Linked DNA regions of Mus musculus: all the other regions are linked to region 5. Evidence: chromatin contacts called from public Hi-C, HiChIP or PLAC-seq and promoter capture Hi-C data. All regions are on one chromosome and are shown on one strand. The core of a region is the stretch at or near the end of the contact, and the rest is flanking DNA. Distances in the headings are between cores, read along the strand shown. Region 1 overlaps Zcchc14 (zinc finger, CCHC domain containing 14). Region 2 holds the start of Gins2 (GINS complex subunit 2 (Psf2 homolog)). Region 3 holds the start of Gse1 (genetic suppressor element 1, coiled-coil protein). Region 4 holds the start of Cibar2 (CBY1 interacting BAR domain containing 2). Region 5 holds the start of Mthfsd (methenyltetrahydrofolate synthetase domain containing).

Region 1 (4,282 bases), core at 217-2,716, 520 kb after region 5:
AGAAAAAAAAAAGAAAAAAAGAAACCTAGCTAAACTGGGTCAAGAAGGCTTACTCTTGACCAGGCATGGAGGGTATGCCTTTAATCTCAGTACTTGGGAAACAGAGGCCAGTCTGACCTCCTTTGTGAGTTCCAGGCCAGGCAGGGCTATATAAAGAGACCCTATCCTGACGACGACAACAACAACACCACCACCACCACAAAAGGCTCACTCTGCATCCCGGTGTTCCGTGGAGCACCACAGATGCCTATGAGCAACGTGCCACCCGCCAGTCTGTCTCTGTGAACTCCAACTAAACTCAAGAAAAGAAATCCCAGTCGCTCGCTCACTCACTTTACAAAGGCAGCTCACGATGGCCAGCTTCACCAAGAAGTTACCAGGAAGTTTAAGTTGGGCCTGGGAGTGTTGGCAGTGCTTACCGAGCACACACGACATCCTAGGTCTGATGCCCAACACTCCATAAAACAGAGGCAGGGTGGAGCAAACCTGCAATCCTAGCACCCAGGAGGTAGAGACAGAGAGATCAAGATTCAGAGTTCCCCTTGGTTATATAGTAAGTTCAATGCCAAGCTGGGCTGTATGAAATTCCGTCTCAGGAAGGCGGGCGGGTAGGCAAGCAAGGAGGGAAAGAAGTCAGTAAAGAGGGCTGGGCAAAATGGCTCAGTGAATAAAGACATTTGACTTACAACTCTGAGTTCAATCCCTGAAAACGAAGTAAGAAGATAGGAGGACCTCCTCCCCAGGGCTGCCTTCTGCCTCCCACATGCATACTGTTAGGACAGAGATGTACCCACACCATGTGCACACATGATACTAAATAAAGTTAAAGAAGACATCAGAGAGCACTTAAGTTTATAAAGCTACTATTTCACATATGCCCATGATCCCTGGCACCTGGAAGTCAGAACGGAAGGGCCTTGAATTCCAAACCAGCCTGGGTGACACAGCTGCAGACAAGACACACCCTTTTCAGGAGACAAGTTTCATATCCCACTGTGTGAGCAGCTCAGGTACAGCTTTTCAGTACATGGCCATGAGCCAGCAACAGCCCATCATGGTTGCTTGACTCCCACAGCTCCTGACCCTACATCCTGGTTCCAAGAGGAGGCCAGGGGTGTGCTGACAGTCACAGGAGACCAGCACCCCTATCACCAGAGAGCCACAAGCAAACCCAGCTCCCTACCCCAAGCCTACAGATGAAGACAGGGTAGGGGTGTGCGACAACAGGGGCTTGTCCTGGTGTGGGACCCGCTACTGAGACCCAGGCTGAGATCAGGACCACTTCACAAAGCATCAGCATGCCCCCTGGGGACAACAACAGGAAGCACTTCCTGTGTCCATGTAGAGTCAGCCCAGAGCTGAGGCTGCTGTCCCCAGGCCAGCAACTGGCCAGGTCTAGGTCAGGGCAAAGCTGTGAGCAGCCTGATGAAAACACAGGCAGGGAAAAAATGCTTTAAAAGTGATGACTCCAGGCCAAGCGCGCCTGTCAGTCTGCCGTCTGGCTGGCTGGCCTTCCTCCTCTCACCTCTTGCTCTTCTGTTTACACTGGACGCTGTCTTCAACTGCAAGTCTCAGAAACGCTGTTTTAGGTTATTTTTGGTGAGGTTAATTTATCCACATGACCGGCCGGCAGTTTGACTCAGATGCTCTCTGACTCACTTCAGAGTTTCAATGGCCCCATGTGCACATGTCCCCCTCCCATCCTGTGCAAGGCCTGGAGACTAAGCCAAGGTACCCCCTTCCCCAGATCTTCCTGTTAGTTCAAATCCTCTCCGAGCAAAGCACCTTCCTTTACTCTCACGGAATGGTCAGAGGTTCTGCTGCCTGGCTAACTGCCCTTTCATCATCATGGCTAAAACCACCAGCCCAGGCAGGCACCTCAGCCCATTTACTTAGCCCTACTCCTCACCGCAGCCCAGCAGACACACATTCAGTGCCTCATCTCTATGGGCTGTTGTTCATTGAGGGATCCGCTGCTAACACAACAATGCCTTCCATTTAGACACTAGGCAGGCATCTGTAGGACATTCAGCTACAGCCTGAGTTCCTATGGCCCCAGTGGCACTGATTTTCAGGTGGTGCTCTGTACTCCCCATCTTGCCCGGCTGGCATCACTAGGATCTCAGCTGCTCTGCTTGGGTGCCAACAGGCCATGGCTACAGGCAGATCTGATGCTCAGCACCTGCTCCAAGACCAGGACATCCTCCTCCCTCCTGAGGGCCACAGGAAAGCTCATGTGACCTCCAGTGCCGCTGCCCGTTCAGGAGTGCCTTGCTGGAGTGCAGTTTAGGTGCCTGGTCCCAAGCAGCAGAGCCCAGGTCTTGATGCACGCCTTCTAGGTATGTAGATAAGAGTGGTGTGTCCAGGCCTAGTATGTGAAGACCTTTAGGTCTCACCTCGGGGCACAGGCATGTAGCTTCAGATAATCAGGAGACTACAAGAGGATGGCTGGCTCAGGGCCAGTTCAAGATAGAGACTAAGTGCAAGACCAGTCTTGGTGACTTAGTTACAGCCTGTCTCAACAAGTAAAAAGGGGCAGAGTATCCCCAGTGCACTCAAGAGCCTCACCTAGAACATGCAAGGCCTATACTTGATCCCAGGACCATGACTCAGGTCTAAGGTAGACCCTAAAATTCTGCATTTCTGATACTGTGACATTTCAAAATAAAGGATTATGCCTGGGTCAGACCAAAGGCCTGCCCTATAAGGAGGGACATGAGCAGAAACCCCAGGCCATGTGGACAATCAGCCCAAATGGACATGTATCCCTTCCAGGTAAGTCATGGGGGTCATGTGGTTTCATGGCCAATGTTGGTCCCATCCCGACAGCTAATTATCCATTATCCTTGGATAAGGACAATGTTGAAAAGGTTTTCCTCAGATTGTCTGTCCTGTGGAAAACCTCACACGGGCTTCCTGAAAGCTGCTGTAAACTCACTTTAATATTCATCATCAGGAATATAATCTTTAGAAATTTAAATTTTAGACACCTCTTTCTTTCTCTCTACCTATCTATTTATTTATTTATTTATTTATTTGAGACAGGGCTTGCTTGCTTTATTTATTTATTTATTTATTTATTTATTTATTTATTTATTTGAGACAGGGTTTCTCTGTGTAGCCCTGGCTGTCCTGGAACTCACTCTGTAGACCAGGCTGGCCTCGAACTCAGAAATCTGCCTGCCTCTGCCTCCCAAGTGCTGGGATTAAAGGCGGGCGCCACCACGCCTGGCCTAGACACCACTGTCAAAGAGCACATGCTCTTTACAATTAGATTTCTGGAAGTACAGCCCTCCAGATACAGACTGCCACAGGAAGCTGACCAGAGGAAACCTGGGCTTCCTGCAGCCCAGCACCATTGCTCCAACAGGGGATGGTAGTGAGCTGCTGGAGTAGGAGCCGCCATCAGCCCACATAACAGACCAAATCGTCCCCACATTACAAATAAAACTCAAGCACAGCTCCCAACATTTTGTCCAGGACCACATGCTCAGATGGGAAGGAAAACTGAAACATGGCAGCCACCGGAGTTGAGGGATGAGTGGGCACAGGGGCACACATCTAGGATCCTAGCAGTCAAGGAGGCTGAGGCAGGAGAGTCACATGTTCTAGGTCAGCCTGGGCTACGTAACAAGACCCTGTTTCAAAATAAACAGGAGGAAGAGGAGGCAGGGAAGATGGGGAGAAAAGAGAGTGGGCAGAGAACACGGCCTCACAGGGTGCAGCGGGCACACAGCCCTGCTCACGGAAGGGACTGCTCAGGAGATTCTCTGGTGTTCTGTCCCAGCCTCTTTCATGGCAACATGGAAATAATAGCAGTGGTAATTACAACACTCTTACTGAGCTTACCAAGCTGGAAGACTGATACTGGACACTTACTACTAAGGCTGTGGCACACAGTGTGGCTGAAGGCACCCTAGTGGACTGCAGTGCTGTCATGACTGCATGCTGTCACAGTAAAAACACAGGACCACACAGAAGGGTTGCAAGGCAGGGGTCCTACAGAGCTTCCTACCCTCCTGGGCACCCCCTGGGCACCGGGCAGAACTTGTAACAGCCACTCAACGTCCACATCCTGTGCTAGAATCCAGGGGGTCCCTCCTCCTTCAAACAGACCCCTGCAAGTCCATCACGACAGGCCATCACCTCTCCTAAAACTAGCGGCGACAGTTTAAGAAGTGGTTTCGTGGCCTGAACATCAGTAAATCAGAATCACTTCCAGACAGGCAGCAGGCAGCCAGGAGACGGGCACAGGTACCCGTGACTCCTCTGCACCTTCTAA
Region 2 (4,330 bases), core at 1,784-4,283, 520 kb before region 5:
AGGAGGAGACTCGGGTCACGGAGGGGATGCGCTGTCCCTGTGCTAACTCACTGATTCAGCAGGAGCTTCGTGATCTCCATGTAGTGCGGGCTGGGCACTGGGGTGAATGTCTCCTCCTTCCGCTCCTCATCACGCATCTGTTCCAGTTTCTCTGAAACACAGACGTCAGGATGCTTCACCATCACCACAACAAAGAAAACAATCGGTCGGGTTGGTTTGGTTTTGTAAGACATGGGTTCTCTGTGTATCCCTTGGCTGTCCTGGGCTCGAACTCAGAAAGCCACCTGCTTCTGCCTCCAAAGTGCTGGGATTAAAGGCGTGCACCCCTCCTGAATGAGAAAACTTTTTTTTTTTTTTTTTGGGTTTTCAAGACAAGGTTTCTCTGTGTAGCCCTGGCTGTCCTGGAACTCACTCTATAGACCAGGCTGGCCTCGAACTCAGAAATCCGCCTGCCTCTGCTTCCCGAGTGCTGGGATTAAAGGCATGCGCCACCACGCCCGGCTGAGAAAACATTTTTAATCTTACAATTTGACCAGGTGCTGGTATTGCCCGTGGCCAATAAGCATGTGTATGTGGCATACAAACAATGTGGGGGGCATTCATATCAAAGCTTTACAGACATGTCTCAGGAAGAGCTGTCACCACTACCTATGGACTTTCTTCTGACCTAGCTGCCTGCCTTCTACTCATGCCTGAAGCCAATTCTCCACGACCTGTCAGCGCCGGGGTCCAGAGCTCCGTAGGTGAGGCCCCTCCACCGGCAAGGCCAAACCTCTGGCCAGGATGTGGGACAATGTGACCTCCTCGACAGTTCTGTGGGATTCGGACCTTTCAACACTCAGCAGGACTGTCTGGCAGCCGCTTATAACTTAAGAATCATCTGTCCTCTAGCCCAACAGGTCCCCAACAGGAGGTATCTGTTGGTTATCCTAAGGAAAACCAAGCCAGGAGGCAGAGCGCAGACACCTGTCACCCAGCAAGAGGGCTAGTGGAGGCAGGAGGGTCATCAGGTGAAGCCCTGTGTCAGCTACGCAGCAAGCAGGCAGCAGCCTGGGCTGCATGAGGCCCCGTCTCAACCAACCAAAGGGAAACACCGATCTACAGAAAGGCTCACACAACGGTACAAAATGAGACGTGACCTGGGGACTGGGGAGATGGCTCCATAGATAAAGGTGACTGTCACCAAGCCTGATGAAGCTAGACACTGTGGAAGGCCAGAACCCCACTCTTTAACACGCTGTCCTCTGCTCACCCCTGCGCCACACACGGCACATGTGCAGACACACGGACACAATAATGACTTTTAAGACTGGGAAACGGGGCTGGAGAGATGGCTCAGCCGTTAAGAGTAATTGTATCTCTGTCAGAGGGCCTGGATTTGGGTCCCAGCACTCATGTGGCAGCAACTACCTACCTGTAACCCCAGTTCCAGGGGATCCAGAGAGCCTCTTCTGGCCTTTGAAGGCACTGTGCGCCAAGTGGCGTACATGCATACATACATACAACACCCTTACGTACAAAAATAAAAAAAAATATTTCAAAATGGGCAGTAACCTAAATACCCATTCACAGGATGGGTAAGTAGATGCAGAATACTCATGCAAGAGAAAACCTAGGATAACAAGGTGATGGCCACGTGACCACAGGCCAACTGCAAACCACACATTTCCAGAAGACAGAGCCGCATGGCACACGACAGCATTCTGTTGACCTCAGATCCCAGGACAGAGAGGCCTCCTGCACTCCTGACTGCTCCTCTCCATGTAGCAAAGGCAATAGAAGTCTGTTCCCCTGCTCCCCAACCCTGGCCAGCAGACACTGGGAAATGGACTCAGGCTTTGGGGGACAGGGGTGCTAAAGATGCCCCTCAAGGCACAGAAACTGGGGTCCCAGTTTCAAGACTATCAGAGTCACCAGACAGTGGTGGCGCACGCCTTTAATCCCAGCACTTGGGAGGCAGAGGCAGGCGGATTTCTGAGTTCGAGGCCAGCCTGGTCTACAGAGTGAGTTCCAGGACAGCCAGGGCTACACAGAGAAACAAAAAAAGACAAACAAAAACAAAACTTGTTTAAGGTTGCATCTCTGTTCCCCAATCCCTACCTGTACTGGCTAGTTTTGTGTCAACTTGACACAGCTGGAGTTATCACAGAGAAAGGAGCCTCCCTTGAGGACATGCCTCCATGAGATCCAGCTGTAAGGCATTTTCTCAATTAGTGATCAAGGGGGAAAGGCCCCTTGTGGGTGGTGCCATCTCTGGGCTGATAATCCTGGGTTCTATAAGAGAGCAGGCTGAGCAAACCAGGGGAGGCAAGCCAGTCAAGAACATCCCTCCATGGCCTCTGCATCAGCTCCTGCTTCCTGACCTGCTTGAGTTCCAGTCCTGACTTCCTTGGTGATGGAAGTGTAAGCCAAATAAACCGTTTCCTCCCCAACTTGCTTGTTGGTCATGATGTTTGTGCAGGAATAGAAACCCTGACTAGGACACCACCCCACCCCCAGACAGGGTTTCACTGTGTAGTCCTGGCTGTTTGTCCTGCACCTCCCTCTGTGGACCAAGCTGGCTTCAAACTCAGAGATCTTCCTGCCTCTACCGCCTCTAAAGAGTGCTGGGACTACAGGCGTGCGCCATCACTACAGCCCCCTCCCCGTACAAGCCCGCCCACCCGGGCCCGGGAATGCTCACCCACATCCATCCATTCCGGAGGTAACAGGCGGCACTTCTGTCTCTGTTTCAGGTTAATGGCCAGCCACAGGGGCACGTCCACGGGTAAGCCGGGGTTGAAGGGCCCCAGGTCCCCCTGCAAGGACAACGCAGACCCCAGGTGGAAAGGAGCGGTGACCCGAGCATGATCCCAGGCCGCCGCCCCGTACCGCCCTGGCTCACCCCGATCAGGTAGATCTTGTCCAGACTGAAGTTCGGGATGATAGTCACCAACTCCTTTTCGGCCAAAAACTCCACCTCGGCCGCATCCATGTTGAAGAGTAGGCGGCCCAGGCCCGTTACCGCCCCTCCGCGACTCAGAGGCAGCGCCTCAGGCACTTCTTTCCCGCCACCGCGCGGGGCCCGCCCCTCGAACGGAAGACGTCCTGCGGCGGCCCTATAGAGACGTTGCTCTCTTCGCAGCCTCCAAGTCACAGCTAGTACAAACTCGCGGATTGGTCTGTAGGCGGAGCTGTACGCCGGCCCCGCCCCTCTAAGGCCTACCGATGCCCTTTCCAGTACTTGGGCTCCACGCTTCCTGAATCCTGATCCAGCGAGTTACAGCCCTGACGGCCCCGCCCTACTACGTCACTACCCTCTCTAGGCCCCGCCTCTGGCCCGTCCGCTTTTTTTCATTGGTCTCCGGGTCTGCCTCGACTCCGCCTCTTGCCCGCCTACCACGCTCACGGCCCCGCACCTACCTCGTTTGGGTCGGGTCTGTACAGCCCCGCCTCTTGCTCCCGCCCCTCCTTCGTTCGGCCTCGCCCCTCCTGCGCCCGCCCCCTTCTGTCCACGAGCTGGAGGCTGTGTACTTATGGCTTCTTGCTCCTTTGCGTCCTGCAGCAGGCTGAGTCCCTCGCCTGATTCCACTCTTTGAGGGTAAAGGTTTGGAGCCGAGTTTTCACCTGCGCGAAACACAGATCCAGGAATAAACGCATTCATCTCAAAGTCAGCTCCGGGTCCCCGGACATGGCTGGCTGGTCCACACAGACGCCATATCGAAGGAAGTGTTTTCCCTTTAATTTTAGTCTTTGCCCTTTCTACAGATGGTTTAAAAGCAATGAAAATGCGCCTCCCCTATCTGCTCCATGCAGATCCTTCGAGACAGAGCCCAGAATCAGAACTTTGGCAAACCAAACCTCAGGTGAGACTACAGGGACAAGTTTGCACACGTATTATCATTCTTTTATTATTGTTGTTATTGCAATTGTGAAGATGGAACCCCGGTCCTCAAAAATGATAAGCACAGCCTCTTCCACTGAGCTATACCCTGGAGCCTGATGCCCTCAAGCCTTCTGTACAGAGTGCCTTGGTAAGCCAACAGCCCTAGAGTCCTTGCATTAATATGGCCCCACAGGGGCATTTTGAATCAGGAGTCTTGTGAGGACAGCTGAACTATTAATAGGCATTATAATCAGGGTGACTCTGGCAGGGTGCCAGCAGACCAGGGTAGCTCCTGGGGAGGAATAGGTCACCTACAACTGGTAAGGACAAGAGGGGCTGGATCTGAGTGTGAAACCCTCACCACTGGGCGCTGAGGTGAGGTGTAATCTTAGTATTCCATAGGTGGAAGCAAGAAGGATCACCAGCTAGGGACAGCCTGAGTCACTCAGCATTTCCTATCTCAAA
Region 3 (4,092 bases), core at 1,304-3,803, 570 kb before region 5:
CTTGTATAGCTTGCTGGTGGGGTGGGAGCCAGCAGCTGCGAGGAGGAGGGGGAGGAGAAAAAGGAGGAGGGGGCGGCAACTAGAGGGAGGTTAGCTTTTAGCCTCGGAGTCGGGAATTAGCAGTCCATCCATACAGGGTACATCTCGTTAACAAGGGGCCAGCCACATGGCGGCTAGAGAGCAATTCCCACCCTTAAACTCAAAGGCCCTGCTCAGGATTACTGATTTCCTGGGGCAGGGTGTAGGGACAGTGAGGACCATCCATCTCCTGGTGACTGCCAGCCTTTTCTGGCCTGAGTGCACATAGCTGGCTCACTGCTGTCCCCCTGTGGCCATCGTGGGTGTCTGTCACCCTCTTGCTACCTTGGACAGTCTGGGGCTGGATGGAGACCAGACTCCTGGTTTGAGAAGCTGGGGGAGGATGCCTGGCTCACCTGCAGGCTTGCAACCTTGACTACTTTCTGGGCAGGTACCTCATTTGAAACCCCGGTTGGGGGTACGGTTTCAGCGGAGCTGCCTTGTATTGGGGTGGGGTGGGGGAGAGCAGCCAGCTTCTTAAAAAAAAAAAAAAAAGCAAAACAGGTGGTAGCTCATAGTGGTCACCCACAAATTTATAGGATGGCCTGCCTAGTTCTCACCAAACAGGTGACTGAACTTGGCCTTCTAGATACCCTAGGGAGAAAGGTGCGACAAGATTTGGAGGAAGAGCCTGGTGTTGTTACCTGGGGAACCTGGCCCGCAGGCAGCGCGGCCAGGTGCGAGCTGCTCATTTACATGTTGTCCCCTCCCCACCCCCCCAAGCCAGTAATCCAGGTGGGAAAGGGGTTGGACCAGCCCGGGAGGTTTTTCATTTTGTTTTTACGGCTCGAGGCCAGTTGTTTCTCCTGACACCTCCCTGTCCCCCCTCCCCCCTCCCGCGTGCGATTCCCGACGGGTAAAGGCGCCTCTCCCCGCCCCCACTCCTGGGGAGCCCGGCGCATCCTCCTGGTCTCCAGCGTCGTAAACTTGCGGAGGCCACGCTGCCCCGGGCGACGCGAACTAACGCGTGGACCAAAGGCCGCGCAGCGCGTGTGTGGGGCCAGGGACCCGGTGGCCGCAGGTAGGAGCAGCAACTCCGCCCTCCCTCGCCCGCCCGTTTCCCTTGTCGTTTGTGGTCGGCCAGGGGCTTGTGCAAGACTGGCCCGGCGTGCGCCCCCGCCCCGCGGCATCGGCGGCTTCTGCTGGCGCGGGCCCCGAGCGCTGCCCGCCGCCGGCGTCATCGGGAACAGATGGACGGGGGGTGCTGGCGCCCGCGCTCGCTCCCGGCGCTGTCCCGGCTGGCGCGGGAGGGAGGAAGGCGGGGGAGGCAGCGCGCGCCTGCGGAGCACTGCGCGGGCATGTCCCGGGGCAGGTTTGGGGCTGGCACCGCGGTGGAAAGTTGAGACCCGCAGCGGCGCTGAGGTTCCCCCCCCAACCCCCCCGGTGCGGTGGCCTCCGGGCTTGAAAGTCTGAAAGTGGAGGATCATTAAGAGAGCTGTGTAGAAAGGCCGGGCGGGGGAGACCCCGGGACCTCGCGACGACCTTGCCACCTCGATGGCTGCTCTCTGCGCGCTGGGTCCGGCCGAGGGTCCCCGGCTGCCTGGCTCGCGCTGTAACCTCGCGCTTCCCGGGTGGCGGGAAGGGGGTGTTTCTAGGGATCGGTCGCGTTGTGGGCGGGGACGCTGGGGCCCACAGTCCCTCTCCGCGCCGCCTGTGGGTGCCGAGGAATTTCAGGACGCTCCCTGAGTCATCCCCGTGAAGTGCCTGGGTGAGGTAGGGTGGGTGGGGGTGCCAAGAGTGGGAAGGCGGTGCGCTGGGGCCGGTGGCGCGGTGGGTTGTGCCAGTTTCTGGAGGCGGCGGCCTCGCCTCTGACCGCAACCCCAGCTACTTAATGATGCCCCTGGCGCAGCGGCGCCTCCGTGGACTTCTCGAACATGGGCTCTTTAAAGAACTAGAGCCCCCGCCGTTTGGCCTTCTCAAAAATTCCTTAAAGCGAGATGGAGACTTTGCAAAACTTTGGGACAGAGGCTCGTGGCCCGAGCTCTTAACATTAAGTCCTTTAAAGTTGTGGTAATAGATCAGGCATCTTGGAGATCGAGAGAGGCCAACGGCCTATATTGTGTGGTCCCCTCCACTCAGCACAAGGAAAGGCCTATCCCTCCCCTCTCTTAGTGGGTGGCCAGGTGCCAGGCACTGTTCCAGGCGCTTGGGGAGGCGGCTATGAGGCTCGGATATGGCAGGCGTGTTGTAAGCCACTCCTCCCTACTCTTGGAGATGAGTGGCCCGCGAGGCCTCTGAGAGATCCCCCTGGACTGTCCGGACAGCCAGGGTCGCCAGGAGCGCGGGGGGCGGCACCTACCCGGCGGGTTGTGACCGCGCTGGGTGCTCCGGGCGGTCTGTCGGTGCGCGCGCGTGCGCTTGCGGCTGAAACCCGACACCTCCCGCCGGCTGAGGTCAGGGCGCCGGGAGCGAGCCGGGGCCGGGGAGTGGGCGGCGTTGCGCTTGGGTGTGTCCTCAGCGGCGACAGCAGCAGGTGTTTCTTGGCCCAGGCCCCGGAAGCTCCACCTCCCCGAGCGGCGGAGCCGCCGCCGCACAGCCCCGGGTGAGATAAGCAGTTCAGACAAACCCGGGCGACGGTGGCTCCGGCATGTGTCAGGAGCGGTGGAGCAGCGGGGCCCTGGCATGAAAGGTGAGCGCGCGGGTGGGGGATGGTGGCGGGGGTTCCCTCGTTCTTCCTCTCCCCAAGTTTGTGGGCTCGGGAGGGGCGCCAACGGCCGGTGCCAGGTCCCGCGGGTGTGAGGGACGAGAAGCGCGGGGCGCGCGGCCGACCTGAAGCCACACTCGCGGCTGCGCGCGCGCGCGCTGGGCTCAGCCGGCTCTGCTGCCGCGGAAGTGCGCGGGGAAGTGCGCGGGGGCGGCTCCGGGGCTCGGGGTTGTAGCAAAACTTTGGATGGGGCGGGGGCGCCCAGGCAGGTGGTTGGATGGGGGGGGGGGTGCTTTACCTGGGGTGGCAGTCCAAGGGGCCTCCGAACCCCCCGCCCAGCCCTTCCCGCTCCGCCTGGATGCGCCTCCCCGCCCCCCGCGGCCGCGCTGACGGCGAGTGGCCCGCCCGAGTGGAGCCGATTCAATTATATTGCAGCACCAGAGACACCTCGTCGCCCGCCGCCTCTCCGGCAGGCTAATTAAATTCCCTTCTTGGAGGCGGAGCGGGAGCTGGGCTGCCCTCCCCGCTGCCCGCCTCTCCGAGCGCCGGGAGGTGGCGGGGGCCGAATAGGACTGCGAGGAGCAGGCTTGGGGCCGCAGGTCTGGGCATCGGAGCCGGGAGCGAGCAAGGGGCGCCCCCGCGCACCTGCCACCCGTGGTGGGGGTGCCAGCTCGAGTTGGGTCGGTTTGGTGCAAACCAGCCTTTGTCTTCCATGCATTTAAAGCACTCTAAACCCTTACTAGACCCCTGCGGTGCCTTATCTGTCGCGGTTGGGGCCCACACAGGTTGGGGTTTGAAAACAAGCGAGACCACCAAATGGAAGGGGGGAAAAAAACAAACCAAAATACAAGATCCTTTTGTAAAGAGGACCGGAACAAAAGGCGCAGCCTCGCTCTAGGAGGGAGCATCGGGCCTAAGCCGATTCCCAGCACTGGGGGACAAAGAGGCAGGAGGTCTTGGCTGGCCGCTTGGCAGTGTCTCAGTCTGAGACTGGTTTACCCCCTCTTCCCGAGGAAGACAAGGCCCCCCTGGCGAGCAGCCTTCCCTGGGCGTCCGTGTTACTTAAGCTTGGCTACTTAAGTGTTGCTTAGCCTGTGTTTACAGCCGCCCCCACCCGCAGGCGGGGAACCTGAGGCGCAGGCTGTGTCTGACTCAGCCACTCAGTCGCCCCGCCACAGGTGAGGGGGGCCGGGGCACAGGCTCCGACTGGCAGCGTGTGTCATCTGCTATGCTGGGTGTCACGCCCCACCGGGTGGACCGGAACAGGGTTGCTGGCAGCCTCCCTCGATGGGGCTCGCTGTGCCGAAGCCGCTTGCTCAACACTTCTCACAGCCACCGGGTCACGCCTGACCACCTCCTGGGGTGTGTGT
Region 4 (4,505 bases), core at 1,268-3,767, 930 kb before region 5:
GGGGTGGGGGTGGGGGGATAGCGCTAAGTGCAGAAAGTCCACGCTCACTGGAACCACCATACCCACCTCTCCAGTGGGCAAGCACTTGACACTTGTACTCCTGTGCACAAATCCACCTCTGTATATACCTAAGTGCATTACTGATAATCTAAAAACGTGAACTGGGTGTGGTCAGGCATGCCTTGAATCCATCCAAGCACCTGGTCCTTGGGCAGTTCTGAGGAATATCGTGAGCCCAGTGAGGCAGAAGACAAGACCTGCCGGTGCCCCGTGGTTGAGCAAGAGTTGATAGATCAGGTGGGCCCTTTGTTCCCTGGGACCTGTGAAGGGCTGCAGCACCCCCACAGTCTCGTGCACTCCACTGTACCAGCCACAGAAGCCTCTCCTCCAGCCCCCTCCACACCCATGGGCCTTTTCCTGTTAGTTCCTCTTTCTCCCTTCTTAGAAGCTTTTGGGTTAAATGAATGGCCCTTTGGGAATCTATTTGAGGCTGACAGATAGTTCAAGGGTCTGGAGAAACAGCTGGGGGGAGGGGGGAGACGGACACCACACAAGCATGGAGACCGGAGTTCAGATCCCCAGCCCCTGTGTTAAATGGGGGGAGGAGCTGAAGAGATGACTCAGTGGTTAAGCCTGTCTATTGTTTTTGTAGAAACACCCAAATTCAGTTCTCAGACTCACAACCACCTGTAGCTGCAGCTCAGAGCAATATGTCCTCCTCGGACACTTGTACTCCTGTGCACAAATCCACCTCTGTATATACCTAAGTGCATTACTGATAATCTAAAAACATGAACTGGGTGTGGTCAGGCATGCCTTGAATCCCAGCACTGGTGAGGCAGAGACAGGCTGATCTCTGGGATTTTGAGACCAGCCTGGTCTACACAGAGAGTTCTAGGACAGCTAAGGACTACATAAAGAAACCCTGCCTCAAAAAACAAAACAATGCAAAATACACACACACACACACACACACACACACACACACACACACACACAATCTTAAACAAGACAAAAGGTCAGGAGTGGCCCCCACATACACCTGTAACTCCAGCATTGTGGGGCTCTGAGACAGAAGGATGCCTGAGTTTTTATCTGCCAGCCCAGCTCCTGATTCAGTGAGAGATCCTGTCTCAATAAATAAGCAAGAGCAATCGAGGGGACACCCAGTGTCTTCCTCTGTCCTCTGCACAGTGTGCACAGTGTTAGAGACACACACATACATAATTAATTTATACTCATAATTAAATTTATACTTAATTTATACTCCCTTCCCAGTGTCTTGCATCTTGCAGTCCATTTGGTACCAAGGATGCTCTGATAGGGAGTTGTGGACAGCTGTGATGGCTGTCACTGGATGCTACACGATGCCATCCGACCCCATCAAGCTCCCTGCGGAGTACTTGGGCTCTCTATCACCCTTACTCCTCTGCCTGGTCCCTTCTCCCTCCCACCAGCCCTGGGCTCCTCCACAGAGCTCTTTGCAGACCACTGACCACCGCATGCCACACGCTTGCCTTCTCTGACACACCTCCAGGGCTCATGCCGCCTCCCACACCCCGCATCCTGCCCACAGCCAGCGTTAGTGACAACCTGTGTGCTCAGTCTTCATAAGGGTACAGGAGGCTCCTGAGGCGTCCTGTCACAGTCCCCTCCCCTCAGCCCCAGGTCTTTCCTGTCCCTTGCTGCCCTCCCTTCTCTAGAACCCAAGCCCCTCTTGTGGCCTCTAGTGGTGGCCACTTGGCAGACCCCATAAGGAGCACTGTCTCACGCCTGCTAATGAGCTTCAACTTTGTAGTTTGCAAATGCTCCGCTCACACTTCCCTAGAAGAGGTTGCTATTGACATTTTTTTTTTAATCAAGTAAACAAAAGCCCAGAGATGCAAAGCATCCCGCCCAAGGGCATACAGCAGGCCAGACTCCAGGATGGCTGTCACTCATACACAGTTAGACAGGCAAGCAGGCCCCGTGGGTAAGGCTGGAAGCCAGCTTTTAAAGAGCATTCTGGGTGCATCCAGGACACTGGAAGTCTGAGTCCTAGGGAGACTCAAAGGCAATCAGGGAGGGCAGGTGACAGGGAGTCTGGGGCCATTAGAGGGAGCAGTGTCAAGGTCTGGGGCCTGGGTTTTTGGAGGGGTTCCTAGGGGGCAAGCAAAAGCAGGGAACAGACCAGAGAGTGGCTACACTTGCTCTTCACGCAGCACAGGTGAGGCCGACAGATCGCATTCTGGTAACCTCTATGCTTCAAGCCCTCCCTCCACTTTGAGAAGGGATGGCAGGGGGCTCACCTGCCCTCCTCCCCGATGTGGCAGAACGTGAGGATCCCACCTGCATACCCCTCCCAGCAGCGCAGGCTGCTCACCTGGAGAGGACGACGTTCATTGTGGACAGAGAGAGGCACCTGCTGCCAGGATCTTGGGGAGGATAAGGACAGGGCCCCAGGGGTCCCCTAGTCAGAGAGAAGGCAGCTAGTACTGGGCCCAGCTGTGTGGTCTGGCTAAGCTCAAGGGACTCTGCTGCCTGGTTGCCAGGCAACGGGCCATCCCCAGGCAAGCCCTGGGAGGAGCCCAGCTGGTTGCTGGGCAACCAGGGCCTCCCCTGCGGGGTGAGGAGGGCCAGCTTTGCCTTGGGGCTTAACCACTCTCTGAAATGAATTGGAAGTGGGACACAGAACCTCCACATGCCTTTGAATATGGTGTTCTTGGGGGTTCAAAGTGCTTGTAACCACCAGGAACGGACAGGGAGATCCCCGAAGGGAGCTTGCCTGGGACTTCACCCTGGACCCTGCTGTGTAGAGTCTCCTCCACCCTCAAGGCAGAAGGCCCGGTGGGCGGGGCGTGGGAGCCAGTGTCACTGAGGGTGGGGGGAGTAGACGGTAAAGGGAAGCGGAGAAGGTGAACCAAAGGAGTGCGGGGGGGGGGGGTGCGGGGGGACAGGCAGCAGCTCAGAGGAGTGCCTAGCGAATCAGGCAGTCCTGGGCTTCCCAGAGTATGCGACTCCCACTGTTAGACTTGGGGAAGGTGACTCCAGCGTCAGAGCACTAACACGTTGAGAGGTCTGCGGGTCACAGCCCCCGCCCCGCCCCGCCCGCCCCGCCCCGCCCCACTCGCCCCGCCCCACTCCCCTTTTCACTTAAGGTGCAAAGCAGGCCTGGTGGTGGAGGCAGAGAACCCAAGGCAAGATATTGATAGTTCCACGGGACGCCTGTCACACTGGGTCGTTTTTTTGTGTGCGTCCCAGCTCCATCATGCTGGGATTTGTTTTAAACACTTAGTAAGGCAGAAACATTACGGTCAGCTGCTTCAGATTCAAACCCCACGCCTCAGCTCTGCTGTGTGGCCTGAAAGCAAAGCCCTGGTCTCTCTAGTCTCCTAGACAATCGCCCAATAGGAACTGGAGCCCCTGCGGCAGGGATGAGGAGATAGGTGGGCTGGGCACTGGGAGCCGGGTCCCCTGTCCAGCGAGCCCTCAGAGCACACCTGAGTGCTGGGTCTCTGTGGCACATGTGTTATGCTCCCCTTTTGGGGGGCAGGGACAGGTTTCCCCAGACAACACAAATCTCTGTGTGTCCTTTACGGTACTGTGCCCTCTGTTTAGGGGCAGCCATGGCCCTGAACTCCTACCGGGGCTGTGCCAGTCCTGTGATTTTTCTCTCTGAATGATGCTCTGTGTCTCCTGGTCCGTAATCCCTCCCTTCTGAGGTGTTAGCTGAATTGAAAAGTGTCTCCCCAAAGTACATGTCCACCCTGGGTCTCAGAGCATCGCCTTACTGGAAACGGGGTCTCAGCAGACAGGCTGAGCAGATGAGTCACTCCGGCATGGGAGATGGGGCTCATTCAGAGGCTGCTGTTCCAATCTGCAGAGAATCCGCCTCCTGTACCCATTGACGGACTGTGGCTTTTCTGTCTGTGGGTGAGGGATGCCAATGCCCCAAGAATATGGCCAGCTTCTGGAATGCAGAGGTGACTGAATCCCACCTCTGATAGCCAGTGGTGGACGACTACATCCCTGCCTCAGTCTGTCTGGGGTCTTCTCTATCTTAAGGAATCGGTTTCCTCCAGACCCCAGCTATTCCAGTTAATCAGCTTCGTCCCTGTCTGCCCTGTACTATAGCCTGTGACCACCAGAGGGCGACAGAGACCACACTCCAGTCCTCCTGCTTAGGGTGGCGGGATTGCAGAGGGGACACAGGAGACTGGAGACACAGGTATGGCATAGGTGTGGAGGACAGACTGTGCGAGGTCTCGTCATTGGCTCTCTTGGAATCCTTGGAAACCTTATGAATTTGAAAAAATGAAAACTGTCTCGGGCTATGCAGAACTAAGACATGGGGGTCAGAGTGGAGGTTGGCCGACTGGAGAGTCACCAACCCGCATTGTCCAGGGTGGCCACTGGAGGGCGCATATTCTCTGTCCTTGTCTGGTTCTCTGTAGTCCCTTTCCTGTCTTTCTCTGTGTCTCCGTGTTTCTCCTTGTTTCTCTGTCTTTATCTGTGTCTGTCTCTGC
Region 5 (4,353 bases), core at 1,509-4,008:
GTGCCAGGAATCGGACACCTTCCAGGGGCTTATCAGGGTCCACTTTCACTTCCTGTGTCCCAGCAAAGACTTCCAGGTCTCTGATGCTCTGGCCAGCCAGGTAGGACCCCTAGTTAGGCAGAGACAGTGCCACCCTTACCTCCAGCACCAGGAAGCGGGCGTTTCTCTGAGGAGCGTCCGGGTTGACTTTAATGGTTCTGGCCACATGGAAAGCTTGCAGGTGTGGGAGGTGCCCCGCAGCCTGAGCAGCACCCTGTGTAGACGTGACTGTGTGTCACTGTGAAGACACGGACGGGCCAGGTCTGGCCTGGGCATCACAGCCCAGCATCCGCCCAGATTCCCCCAAGGAGACAGAAAGAGCCCAGGGTAGGAAGGGGCTAACCCAGAACTCAGTTCTTACGTGAAGAAAACTCTGAAGAGAGCCCAAATCCCAAGGGCAGAGTCTGCGGGATTTCCACAAAGAACGGAGCTTGTGTAAGGACAAGGATGCCCCGAAGGCCTTGATTTGTCTGACTCAGTCCCGAGACCAGGAGCTGGCCCTGTGCTTCCTGTACCCTCTTTCCTGCACTCCATCCGTTTCCCACAGATCACAGAAACAAAACTACTTGGAATGATGGCCTCTAGGGGCTATACAGTCTGCAGCACACTCGGTCAGGACCAGAGCGAGGCCAGTGTAGGAAGAAAGTCCTGGCAACACAGAGTGCTGGTGGATACCTGGTTTTAAGCACACGAGGGCCTTGGTATGTCTTGACAAAGCACTTCAGGTTTTTTTCAAACACCACCCCCCCTCTGAGACAGAGTTTTCTGCAGCCCAGTCAGGCCTCCAATTCACAGTGTAGCTGTGAATGACCTCAAACTCCTGACCCCCTGCCTCCACCTGCCAGGTGCCTCTGAGCCAGCACCTGGCTTACACTGCCTCTTTCAGGCAAGCTATTTTCCATGCAAACTATCAGCAATAGTTGGGTTGACTTATGTTTTGAACAGTTAGGACACTGAGGCCCAGGGCTGGTACTAAAGGCTGGGCTTCCCTCTGTGGGCTTCACAAGCCCCCCTTAAGTGGCTGAGGGAGGCCAGCTCCGTGAAAAGCACCAGGAGCTGCCACAGTGCAGAGACCATGGCCTAAGGGGTAAGGGAGTAGGACCCGTCCAAACACCACGTGTCCTCCAGGCCCTCTGGACTCTGCCTCCGCACACTGTGCCCCCCAAATCCGTCCCACCAGAAAGCAGTGGAGCTATGTCACTGGCACAAATAGCCTAATCCCTTTCTAACAATGCCAGGGACACTTCTGTACCTTGAAGTTGGGGATCCTGTGATGAACGGGTCGGGGAAAGTCAGCTATATCATGGGATTCCATGTAGTCCCAAATCCGTTCACGTATGCTTTGTTTGGAGACACCTACAAGAAGGAAGGACTGTGACGTACTGCTAAGAAGCAATCCCATAATGCACGTGGGCACATCTATACCTGCCACTGTGACACCACTTGCATAGGAATTTGCGACCGAGTCAGACCAGCTTAAGATAACCAAAAGTATTAGTTTTCCCTCGAGCTCCCTGGCCAGTTGAGAGAAGCACCTTCATTTCTGCTAGGAAGCTGGAACACACTGAAACCAACTGTAAATCAATCTGTAGTCTTTCCTCGGCAGTGCTAGGGGTTCCTGCATCCCAGGCAAGCTCTCTACGAGTGAGCTACACACCTTTTTGAGGCAGGGTGTCTCTCTGATCAAAATGGGGCTTGAACCTTTAAGTGCTCTTCCTTCAGCCCCCAAATAGTGAGGTTACGGGTGTGCCACCAGGTCTGGCTAGAAGGTCATCTTTTGAACTAGTTAGTGATCCAGTGGGTCACACCTGGGGCTTTAAGTGTGCTAAGCAAGAACACTATCACTGAGCCACACTCCCAACATGTCCTTTAAACTGTTAAATCTTACAAATGACCTTACAAACCTCACAAGGCAGGCGTATAGAAAGTACATTTGTCTTCCTTGATATTTATAGCTGGTGCAAGCCTTTAATCCGAGCTCTTGGGAGGCAGAGGCGCTCTAAATCTCTAAATTTTGAGGCCAGCCTGAAATACAGAGTGAATTCTAGGGCAGCCAGGATTACACAGAGGAACCCTGACTCGAAGAAAACAAAACAAAACAAAGCACAAAGATGTATTTATTGTATATGTGCACCGCCAGCAACCGAACCGGCGGGGTGTGCATGCAGGTGCGGGAGGGCACTGGGTCCCTTCCCGTGGAACTGGACTTGTGAGTCACCGCATAGGCTTGCTGGGCCTTTCTCCCTCCTCTCTTCTCCACCTCCCTCCCTTCCTCTCCCGCTCGCTCTCCTCTTTCACTTCTCTCCTCTCTCTCCCTTCCTCCCTCTCTCTCCTGCTGGTATCACAGCGTTTGCACCAGCAGACCCCACTGACCAGCAATGGTTGCCTTCCCTACTTTCGCGGCCGGTGCACTTGTCGAGAACGCTTTGCAGCGCGGGCCGGGTGCCTGCTGGGCGAGTGCTCGCCGCCGCTGCGCGACCTCCCCAGCCTGGCTGGCTAAAACCTGTCCAGCCAAGCAAGGCGAGGATGGGACTGATCCTCCCTCCCGGCTGCCAGCCTCGGCGTCCCAGCCGTACCAGGCCGAGCCGCGTCCTCCCCCACGCATGCGGACCACGGGAACAACCGCGCCGTCCCAGCCTCGGTTTCCCCATCACCCTCGGTCTTCCTCACCCTCCTGGGTCTCCATGGCTAACACGTCACCGAGCGACGCCCCGTAGCATGTCCCCGCGCGCTAGTGACGCCAGACGCCAGCGCTTCGTGCTGCACCTGCGCACTGAAGCTAGTGACCCGCAAGGTTCGCGCACGCGCGGTTGGTGCAGTGGGCGGACTCCCGTTCTGGGTTTGGGGTTCCCTGCAGTAGTAGCACCGACGCATTAGAGGACCAGAGGTCACCGCTGGAACTGCCTTGCAACGCGGATGCCCAGGATTTCCCGAGACACACACGCACACAACACGCATACATTTATACCGTATGGAACATATAACACTCTAGGGCGGACGAGATGGTTCAGCGAGATAAAGGCGCTTGTTGCTAAGCCTGACAACTTGAGTTCGATTCTCAGGACCCACACAGGGTAAAAGGAGAAAAATGACTCCCGAAAGTTGTCTTTTGAGCTTCACAAGCTCTGTGTGTGTGTGTGCGAGTATGTATAGTACCTATAGAAACATCCCTTGAAATTCAAGGTTAACAAGGAAACCTGTTTATAGGAGTGGATCTAGGGTTTCCAACTTTCTTTTCTGTACCATGAATTGTACCAGGAACACGTGGTTAGACATAAAAATAAAGACTGTTTATAAAGGAAAGGCACTCCTGAAATGAAGAGGGTTGTAAGTCAGGGACAGCTTGGTCGATTTTGTGTGTGTGTGTGTGTGTGTGTGTGTGTGTGTGTTCCCAATGCTTGTAGTCAGCATACTGTGCATTTGGAGCATCTGTTGGGCTAAGGATGTACAAGTCTGCACTGGCCACTCAGCTCCACACATCCTAGCCTCTGATTGGGGGATGTGAGGGCAGCTATTGTCTGATTGGGGGATGTAAGGGCAGCTAGTGTCTGTTTTGCAGCTTTGCCTTTGCACCTTGAACAGACAAGGCTTCCCTGAACTGCCCTGTACCTGAGAAAGGTGGCGTCATGGGTGCCATCTTCACGGATTCCCCGGTTGGTTAGAGATTGTTAGCACTCAGTCCTTCCTGCCCACTAATCACCAAAATGATTAGTACACTTTTTTTTTTTTTTTTTTTGAGACAGGGTCTGACTATGCAGCCCTGGCTGGCCTTGAAACCACAGACCCACTTGTCTCTTCTCCCAAGGGCTGTGAAGTTGTGAGCCACCATGCCTGGCTAATGTTTGCCTTTCCTGCCCTTCCCCAACCCCAGCTTCCTTTTTCTCTTCCTCTTCCTCCCTCATTTCTTCCTTTCTTCTGTCTCTTCCTGTTCCTTTAGGTGTTTTGAGACAGGGTTGTACTCTGTCCTGACCTTGAACTCACAATCCTCCTGCCTCAACCTCCCAAACTCCCATGTGCTAGGAGTACAGCCCAGTGTCACCGCACCTCAGCTTGCATGTTCTTGCGTGTGTGTGTGTGTGTGTGTGTGTGTGTGTGTGTGTGTGTGTGTTTTGGAGTCATGCTTCCTATGTGTGCAGGTGTGAAGAAGCTGGTGACACCCTCAAGAGCCACCCAGCTTGTTTTCTGACCCACTGCCAGGAATCAGCCTGTCTTTGCTAGATTTTCAAGTGCACACTGACATACCCAGATTTTTATTTTTAAACTTTAACATGGGTGCCTCTGACAAGGCAAGCATTTTACTGACTGAGCCCTTTC

What was found. Promoter capture Hi-C pulls out the DNA fragments that hold promoters and counts their contacts. Hi-C and Micro-C count contacts between places; a contact is called where the count stands out from the background. HiChIP or PLAC-seq counts read pairs in DNA pulled down with a chosen protein or histone mark.
Region 1: a contact with region 5 is called in a promoter capture Hi-C map of neural stem cells. The contact joins the enhancer-like site here to the promoter of Mthfsd in region 5. A contact is called at or near these places in 4 of 39 promoter capture datasets (the 3T3-L1 cell line, cranial neural crest, hippocampal neurons and 1 more), 1 of 15 datasets of contacts at CTCF or cohesin (the NIH/3T3 cell line), 6 of 115 datasets of contacts at active chromatin or transcription factors (craniofacial prominence, embryonic limb bud, forebrain and 3 more) and 3 of 9 other capture datasets (adipose tissue, embryonic stem cells and liver).
Region 2: a Hi-C map of CD8 T cells shows a contact between it and region 5, with 2.8 times the contacts expected there. The contact joins the promoter of Gins2 here to the promoter of Mthfsd in region 5. A contact is called at or near these places in 1 of 39 promoter capture datasets (pre-B cells) and 3 of 484 Hi-C or Micro-C datasets (CD4 T cells, CD8 T cells and the N1E-115 cell line).
Region 3: a contact with region 5 is called in a Hi-C map of CD4 T cells, with 2.7 times the contacts expected there. The contact joins the promoter of Gse1 here to the promoter of Mthfsd in region 5.
Region 4: a contact with region 5 is called in an H3K4me3 HiChIP or PLAC-seq map of forebrain, with 5 times the contacts expected there. The contact joins the promoter of Cibar2 here to the promoter of Mthfsd in region 5. A contact is called at or near these places in 1 of 39 promoter capture datasets (pre-B cells), 6 of 484 Hi-C or Micro-C datasets (the G1E-ER4 cell line, cortical neurons and embryonic stem cells) and 2 of 115 datasets of contacts at active chromatin or transcription factors (embryonic stem cells and forebrain).

The regions. Positions count from the first base shown.
Region 1 is chr8:121,630,450-121,634,731 of GRCm38.p6, forward strand. All of the region lies in intron 1 of Zcchc14 (zinc finger, CCHC domain containing 14), which reads right to left. Among named protein-coding and RNA genes, the nearest start is that of Zcchc14, 19 kb to the right of the region's middle. Within about 2 kb of position 1,467, at least 94 of the 459 cell types and tissues checked have an H3K27ac peak or open chromatin away from gene starts, as enhancers often do. A contact at or near this core is called in the NIH/3T3 cell line, adipose tissue, liver and 2 more, where this site is marked.
Region 2 is chr8:120,586,042-120,590,371 of GRCm38.p6, forward strand. It overlaps Gins2 (GINS complex subunit 2 (Psf2 homolog)), which reads right to left and starts at 3,034. Exons shown (of 5, transcript NM_178856.1): 1 at 2,885-3,034; 2 at 2,684-2,798; 3 at 52-151. The coding sequence starts at 2,974. It overlaps Gm10614 (a long non-coding RNA gene), which reads left to right and starts at 3,136. Exons shown (of 4, transcript XR_003947476.1): 1 at 3,136-4,013.
Region 3 is chr8:120,534,856-120,538,947 of GRCm38.p6, forward strand. Gse1 (genetic suppressor element 1, coiled-coil protein) reads left to right here and starts at 2,554. Exons shown (of 16, transcript NM_001145896.1): 1 at 2,554-2,707. The coding sequence starts at 2,701. It overlaps 1700016A09Rik (RIKEN cDNA 1700016A09 gene), which reads right to left and starts at 2,871. Exons shown (of 1, transcript NR_151732.1): 1 at 2,037-2,871. It overlaps Mir7687 (microRNA 7687), which reads left to right and starts at 3,841; the gene lies at 3,841-3,899.
Region 4 is chr8:120,174,952-120,179,456 of GRCm38.p6, forward strand. It overlaps Cibar2 (CBY1 interacting BAR domain containing 2), which reads right to left and starts at 2,518. Exons shown (of 9, transcript NM_001033980.2): 1 at 2,363-2,518. The coding sequence starts at 2,382.
Region 5 is chr8:121,105,579-121,109,931 of GRCm38.p6, forward strand. Mthfsd (methenyltetrahydrofolate synthetase domain containing) reads right to left here and starts at 2,759. Exons shown (of 9, transcript NM_001372381.1): 1 at 2,710-2,759; 2 at 1,292-1,395; 3 at 1-109. The coding sequence starts at 2,725.